Linked DNA regions of Sus scrofa: region 1 is linked to region 2. A link is a contact called in public promoter capture Hi-C data. All regions are on one chromosome and are shown on one strand. The core of a region is the stretch at or near the end of the contact, and the rest is flanking DNA. Distances in the headings are between cores, read along the strand shown.

Region 1 (4,244 bases), core at 610-3,109, 360 kb after region 2:
GACCCCTAGCCTGGGAACTTCCATATGCCACAGGTACGGCCCTAAAAAGAAAAAAAAAAAATTTAGGAGTTCCCACTGTGATTCAATTGGATTGTTGGTGTTTGGGAGCAGGTTCCATCCCCAGCCTGGCAGTGGGTTAAATATCTGGCATTGTTGCAGCTGCAGCTTAGATCACAACTATGGCTTAGATTTGATCCCTGGCCCAGGAACTCCACATGCTGTGGGGTGACCGAAAAAGAAAAAATTAATTAATTTACAACATTGTGTTAATTTCTGTTGTATAGCAAAGTGACTCAGCTATACATATATATCTATATTCTTTTTCATATTCTTTTCCGTTACGGTTTATCACAGGCTCTTGAATATAGTTCCCTGTGTTATACAGTAGGACTGTGTCTATCCATCCTATATATAATAGTTTGCCTCTTTGAATCCCAAAATCCCACTCCTACCCTCCCCCACACTCCCTCCCCCTTGGCAACCACAAATCTGTTCTCTGTATCTGTTAAGTCTATTCTTGTGTTGTAGATATTTAACTTGTGTTATATGAGATTCCACATTGTATGTGGATGTGATATCATATGGTATTTGTCTTCCTCTTTCTGACTTACTTTGCTTAGTATGATAATCTCTAGGTCCATCCATATTGCTGCAGATGGCATTATTTCATTCTTTTTCTTTTTTTTCTTTTAGCAGTGGAGTAGTATTTCATTGCATCTCCATCCCACGTCTTCTTTATCCATTCATCCGTGGATGGACATTCAGGTTGTTTCCATGTCTTGGCTATTGTAAGGAGTGCTGCAGTGCAATAGTGTCTTTTTGAATTACAGTTTTGTCTGGGTATGTGTTCAGGATTTCTGGGTCATATGGCAACTCTGTTTTTAGTATTTTGAGGAATCTCCATACTGTTTTTCAGTGGCTGCACCAATTTACAGTCCCAGCAACAGTGTAGGCGTGTTCCCTTTTTTCCACATCCAAGAGAAACATTTCAAGTTTGAGGCTAGACTATTTGTCATATTGTTTTTTCACCTTCCCATTCCATCTGAACTCTCTAATTCATTTACTCTCTGCTGTTCATAGTCAGAATAGTGCGGGTAATTAACTATACACAAATTTCCTTTGGTGAGGAGAGGAAGATCGACTTGTGTCACCTGGTGGGGAAAACATGGCCAGAGTCTTGTTCTTTAGGATACTTAATATGTCCTTTTGGAGGAAAACGGTTCTCTTCAAAAAGCACAAGTGGTTCATACTCATTCTTTCTCTCAAATGTAAGGTGTGAATGCAGGAATTGTGACAGCAAGTCACAACCCTAATCGTATCTTACCTCTGTCTATTTAGTGCTTTACACTTCACATACATTATCACCACTGATCCTTGACCCTTTTTAGAGGATGAAGAAATCGAGGATGAGTAAGGCTGAATAGCTCCAGATGTAATAAATGGGAGAACTAAACTTTGAAAGGTCTAACCGACTTTATGATGAAGTAAGCTTTTGCGAAAGGCCAAGATGAAGTCATCCCCTCCACCTATGTTTACTGAACACCTACACGTGTCAGCAGTGTTGTAGGCTCTGGGAAACAACGGCAAACCTCAAACCCACATAAAACTCCGTTAGGCAAGACCTCATCTGTTTTGCTAGCCGTAGTATTCCCGGGGCTAGTGCAGTCAGTACAGGTCTCAGCTTTGCTTTCCGCGTCACCTCTGTACGTGACTTTGCAGCACCCTTTTTCTCTTCACAGGGATCTTCGTGTTTCCAAGCGGCAAGTTTGAGTCCTGCCTGACTTTCCCTTCTTCCCGCAAGTTAAATTGGGTGGGGACCTTGTCTTTTCCATTCATTACAGTATTCCCACTCCTTTCAGGGTGCCGCGCATAAAACAGGACTGCGGAAATATCTGCTCATCAACTGGATGTCAGGTCAACCACTCTGCCAAAGGGAATGGTCCAAGTCCGGTCCTCACAAGTAGACGGCACCTTGGATGACCGCGATGGCCACGCCCCTCCTGTGTCCCGGGTGCGAAGGAAAGGAACCCAGCCTTGGCCCCGCCCCCGCCATGACGCAGACGCACGTGACGCGCGCCGGCGCGCGCTGTTTCCGGAAGTCGCCCCCGCGGTCTCCGCCGCAGCTGCCTGCGCTGTCGCAGCGGAACTCTGCGAGTGGAACGGCCAAGGCGGGCCGGGGAGGGGCGAGGGTCTGGCCACTCTGCAGAATGGAGATAATCAGGAGCAGTGCGTGTCCGCTGCGCACCTCCCCGAGGGTCCCCGCGGGCTCCCTTACTCGCCCTGCTAGGCCGGACCACGGCCGCTGTGCTTGGCGGGGCCTGGGGCAGAGGCAGCCCCTCAGGGGTTTGCTCTCCTTTTGCGCCTCTTGGGGCCTTGTTCCTCTCTGGCCCTTGCATCGCTAACGGCTTTGTTGTCCTCCTTTCCCGGGCACCCCTATCCCCCAGGGCCTTGTCCCTCTCAGGCTCGTGCACCCCTCGGGGCTTATTTCCTTCCGGTCTGTGCACCCCTTAAGGACTTGTCCTCCAGCCCGAGGAGCCTTAGGAGCTCCTGGGCCTTCCTTTCCTCCTACTCAAAGTAGCCCGTGGGCAGGAAGCCAGGCCACCGGTTCTGAGCCTCTTCTTGGTTTCTCCGCAGATTTTAAGAGTAACCTCCACAAAGTGTACCAGGCCATAGAGGAGGCGGACTTCTTCGCCATCGATGGGGAGTTTTCAGGTATCCCTTGCTTGCAAGCTTGAGGCTGGCACCTTGCAGTGCAGAGCCAAGCCTCCTTCTGCCCTCCCTGCCCCTGACTTCTGTCTGCTGGCCGCTCCTCCCTCTTTGTAGCCTTGGGCAAGTCGCATGAGTCTCCACGTTTCCTCTTGAACGTTTCTTAAGCACGGAAGACGTGCAGTGGAGTTGGTGATTGGTTTTGTGATTGTTGGAGCGCTAAGGGTTGCAGATAGAGATTATGGTTTTGGTGCAGTTTAGAAACAGTTGGACCTGTGCTTGGGGCAGAGTTTGAGGATTAGGATCAGTGTGTGTGTGGGTGGTGAAATACACATAACATAAAATGCATCGTTTTCACCATTTTTAAGTGGTTTTACAGCTCATTGGCATTAAGTGATTCACATTGTTGTGCATTCATCTCTACTTCATCTCCAGAACTTTTTCATCTTCCAGAACTGAAACACTCTACCCATTAAACAATACTTCCCAATTCCTCCCTCCCCTCTGCCTCTGGTAACCACTGTTTCTGTCTCTCTGAATTTGACTGCTCTAGGTGTTTCCTGTAAGTGGAATCATACAATATTTGTCCTTTGTGACTGACTTTAGGGTCAGACTTATGCAGATGAATTGAGGGTGTTCCTCTAGGCATTAGTGGGAGTGTTCATTGCCTGCCTTGTCACAGGTGTACATGTGTTCTAATACTTTACTAACGGTTATAATTGCAGGGGTTTTTTCTTTTTCTTTTTTTTGCATCAAAGACTTTTTTTTTTATTATTTTAGTTTTTTTTTTTAATCTTTTGCTATTTCTTTGGGGCCGCTCCCACGGCGAATGGAGGTTCCCAGGCTAGAGGTCTAATCGGAGATGTAGCCACCGGCCTACGCCAGAGCCACAGCACGTGGGATCCGAGCTGCGTCTGCAACCTACACCACAGCTCCCGGCAGTGCTGGAACCTTGACCCACTGAGCAAGGGCAGGGGTCGAACCCGCAACCTCATGGTTCCTAGTCGGATTTGTTAACCACTGCGCCAGGACGGGAACTCCTCAAAGACTAATTTTAAAATCCTAGCAGTTGGGGAGTTCTCTCATGGCACAGCAGGTTAGATCCAGCTCTTGTCACTGTAGCGGCTTGGGTCGCTGCTGTGACTCGGATTCCATCCCTGGCCTGGGAACTTCTGCATTTTTTTGGCGAGGCCAAAAAATAAAAAAAATTGTTGAAGTCAAGGAGTTTTCTGCTGTGACTTGAATTTCATCCTGGCTCAGGAACTTACGCATTTTTTGGCAAGGCCAAAAAAATGTAAAAAATTATTGAAGTAAGGGAGTTCTCTTCATGGCTCAGCAGTGAATGAACCCGACTAGGATCCATGAGGATGAGGGTTCAATCCCGGGCCTTGCTTAGTGGGTTAAGGAGCCCCCGTTGCCACGAACTGTGGTGTAGGTCACAGACGTGGCTTGGATCCCACATTGCTGTGACTGTGGTGTAGGCCAGCAGCTGTAGCTCTGATTCAACCCCTAGCCTGGGAACTTCCATATGCTGAGGG
Region 2 (4,164 bases), core at 1,597-4,096:
AATGTATAAAGCAGCAAATTCACAATGCCCACACTTAGAAAAAAAAACGGAGGGAAATTACGCGTAGATTGCAGGCTCCCTGTAGGCAGTGACCATGGCTCCAGGTGCCTGGGCCAGTGTCTTATTTAGACAGGCAGTGAATAAATATTCACTCACAAGCCTTAGAGATATTCAGGTACATGCACTTAAAGCAGAGATTGAAGATCGCCCTGGTCAGAAGGGCCAGGGAAGTACGTCAGCATGCATTTTTCTTGAGTAGCAATTTTAGATAGATTGCTACTTTAGCCAAACCAAGTCTTGCAACCCCAAAGATCAGCTGGTTTGCCGAAGAAACCAGAGAGGCGGTTTTTAATGTGAAATCTCCTGACTATTAAAGTATCAGCAATGAATATAGTTTTCTTTTTTAGGGATTTCTGTCTGCTCTCTTCACCGACATGCTATACCCCAACCGGGCATATGCACAGGCAGGGGCTCACTCAGTTACTGACTAAACAAACGTGAAGGAAAAACACCCAGAAGGGAAGCAAGCTGGAGAAGAAAAAAAATCAAGCGTCACTACACCACAGAAAATACAATCAAGAAATACCTAATATGCACTGCTCTCATAACGCACAGCTCAGGACCCAGGATGGCAACATATATCACATCTGTGCACAGCCTGAGTTCATAATCAGAAATTAAGAACGAATGAGTGGGAGTTCCCATTGTGGCTCAGAGGTAACAAATCCAACGAGTATCCTGGAGGACGTGGGTTGGATCCCTGGCTCATTCATGGGTTAAGGATCTGGTGTTGCCGTGAGCTATGATGTAGGTCAAAGATGCGGCTCAGATCCTGAGTTGCTGTGGCTGTGGTGTAGGCTGGCAGCCACAGCTCCGATTTGACCCCTAGCCTGGGAACTTCCATATGCCACGGGTGGAGCCCTAAAAAAAAAGAAAAAGAATTATGAGTGTTCCAGACCATCTGGACAGGCAGCCCTAGGGCTCAAGGAACACATTTCCTACTAGGTCACAAAACCTGCCTTCTGCTCTCAAGGTCACTACTAGTGTTTGGGCTGGGAGTACCCCAGCTGCCTTCACTTTCCTCCTGTGCCCCAGGAAACTACAAGTTGCAAAACCTTTCTAGGCAGCTTCTGAAATACCCTATGCCCACAATCCAGGACATGGCAATGGGCATCCGGGAGCCCTGCCACTGCCAGTGGGTAGACTCATTAAACACCTGACTTCTTAAGACCAAAAACAGTGGAGAAGCCACAGATAAAAGGGCTTGAAGGTGATGACTGACTAACTTCTTTGGGAAATATATGATGCTAGATTCTGCTGCCTCTCTCCCAACACCATGGTATAGGAACAAAAAATGGGACTGGGGGCAAGGCCAAGTCAAAGAGCTAGAGGGGTGTGGGATCTACTTCCTACCCCTCCCCCGGCCCTCAGTCACCTGCTTGGTAGAACACACTGGTCCGACCCTTCCCCACAGCACCGGGGCAGCTCAATGTGCTTTCAGAGAGCGGGCCTCTTCGGTCTTAAACCCCACTCCCTTCTCTTGGGCATCTCCTGGCCTCTTCCTTTTTTCTTTCTCAAATTCCCTTCTTCTGCCCCAGGTTCAGGCCCCTCCTGAAACAGAAGCCAGCCCTCCTTCAGGTCCCTTCTCATCTGCCTCCATCTATTCCCTTCCTCTTCACAAAGCTTTCTGGGTTCTAATTCCACTGGGCTAATAATCATGGAGCTTTTCAACCTAATAAATAGACTTTGACACAAATCTCTAGTGTGATTTCCATAACTGCTCAGTAAGGAAATGAGGGCAGCTGACAACTCTCCATTTTCAGAGGAAAACAGATCCCACGGGGGAAACTAAAGAGATTAAAAACACAGTTTCTCAGCCCAGAGATGCAGATAGAGACCTACTGGGTCATGATCTCTGGGATGGGAATCCATGCGCTTTAAAAGCTTCCCAGGGGGTTGGAACTTTGGCAGGACTGTGTTGTGGGGATAAGACTCTAGGCTCTGGAATATAGGTTTCAGGAAATCCGAATCTCAGGGAGTCTGGGTTCAGGGGGGTTAAGGGTCTGGGGTATAGGTTCTAGGGGATCTGGAGTCTGGGCTCCGAGGAGATCTGGGTCTTGCTGAGACTGGATTTTAAGAGATCTGGGGCCTGGATTCTGGGGATCTGGAGTTCGGGTGTTGAGAATCTAGGGTCTTGATTTCGAGGCTGCTTTAGTTTTGCGTGACCTGATACAAGTTATGAACCACCATCATCTTCATCAAAAATGTCCCTCAAACCCACGCGCACAGACCTTCAGGGCTTCGCCCCCGCCCCCACTCTGGAGCGGATCTCAAGATAAGAACCTCCACTTTAGCGCGAAAGGAGAGAAGATAGTGAAGAACCTTGGAAAGAGGCGCATCTAAAGAAAGAACTCAGAATGGGGGGCTGGTAGCAACCGCCTGGCCTCAGAGGCGAGGCCACCGCAGCTCAGAGAGGTTAAGCGATTGGCCCCGGGTCACACAGCGAGCTCCGGGCCACGGCGCGGGCGCTCACCTCGATGAGCGAGTAGTTGATTTCCACGTCCGACTTGACGAAGCCCCCGCAGCCCACCACGATGTCCTCGGAGCCGCGCGCCGGCCCCACGCAGCTCAGCAGCACCATCACGGTGGCGGCCACCACCACCGGCCCAGGCGGCCGCACGCCCCGGCAACCCCCCATAGCCCGGCAGATCCACCGCAGGCCTCGCGGTCCCGCCCCTTACAACGCACGCTGCCCACCGCTTCCTCCTCCGCGGACTCCTGACAGCCCAGTACCCGCCCCGCCACCGCCGCGCGTGCGCAATCCGATCCCACGCCCACGCCCCCAGGAAAGAGAACTACAGCGCATGCTCCGCAACAAAAGGCGATCATTTGTGCCCTCTGAAGGCTGGAGGACTCCGCGCGTTGTCTGGCAGGTGCAATCGCAAGGTGTGTGTGCAGGCATAAAGTACAAAGTTGAATCCTACTTTGGAATTCAGTAGCACTGAAACTAGAAAGAATAAGAGACTGTTAACCAAAGTATCCAACAAGTTTCCTAAATCCTTTTGGCCCATAAATTTCCAAGCGATGTATCATCTCAAACCCCTTTTAGGAATTTGTGTAAATTGGTACATTTTTCCATGATAAATGACCGACTAGGATGGGTTTTTTTTTTAAGAAAAACAAAGATCATTTAAGTTCAGCATACTATTTTAAAAGGTACTTAAATTTTATTTAATCTCAGTTCTAGTAACATTTGTATAGATACAAATTTTGAGGGCCCCCCCCGGGGGGGGTGCATGCAATTTGAATTACTCTGAATTAGCTGATACACGACTTGTCTGAAAATAAGTTCAAAAATCAGCATGTTGTTTTTTTGTCCCAAGACTGAATGTATACCATAATGTAGATGAATTAAACCGTAAGTCACCACATCAAAAGATCAAAAAAAAAATGCTCTCCTGACCTTTGAAATTTGAAATTCTTCCATTTCAACTCCTTAAAAAAAAGAAAATGTTTTATTTTGATAGTTCTTATACTTTGTTTCTAAAGGATGAGGTAAGAGAGAAGATTTCTCACTGGAATTTGCCATTGTGGCCAAGAGTTAAGCAACATACAACAGTGAATCACAATGATTTTAAACTACACAATGGTCAAAACCTTCACAGCGGCTACATGGCATGAAACATCTACTGAGAATCTCAACCATGAGCACATCTGCTTTCTGTTTCTCACTCTGTATTCTCACTCCAAACACAGTGAGACTCAACTGTTCAATCATAAAGAGAAGCCTTTAAATAATTGTTTTAGGAGTTCCTGTTGTGGCTCAGCGGGTCGGGAACCCGACATAGTGTCCACGAGGGTGCAGGTCTGATCCTTGGCCTTGCTCAGTGGGTTGGGGATCCAGCATTGCACTGTAGGTCACAGATGCTGCTTGGATCTGACGTTGCTGTGGCTGTGGTATAGACCTCAGCTGTGGCTTCAATTCGACCCCTAGCTGGGAACTTCTATATGCCACAGGTGTGGCCATAAAAAAAATAGTAATAATTGTTCTATTTTTTGAGGTTCATTACTTATAATTACAATTAATACAGATCCCCTTTATCTAACATAAATCCCTGGTTTGTCTTAGCAAGTCATCAGGGAGTTGAAAGCCATCAATTAGAA

Evidence for each region. Promoter capture Hi-C pulls out the DNA fragments that hold promoters and counts their contacts.
Region 1: a contact with region 2 is called in a promoter capture Hi-C map of liver, with 2.6 times the contacts expected there. The contact joins the promoter of PARN here to the promoter of LOC100626015 in region 2. A contact is called at or near these places in 1 of 5 promoter capture datasets (liver) and 1 of 47 Hi-C or Micro-C datasets (heart right ventricle).

What each region holds. Positions count from the first base shown.
Region 1 is chr3:28,614,949-28,619,192 of Sscrofa11.1, forward strand. PARN (poly(A)-specific ribonuclease PARN) reads left to right here and starts at 1,860. Exons shown (of 24, transcript XM_021086564.1): 1 at 1,860-2,011; 2 at 2,635-2,712.
Region 2 is chr3:28,255,215-28,259,378 of Sscrofa11.1, forward strand. It overlaps LOC100626015 (nodal modulator 1), which reads right to left and starts at 2,847. Exons shown (of 31, transcript XM_021086558.1): 1 at 2,534-2,847. The coding sequence starts at 2,698.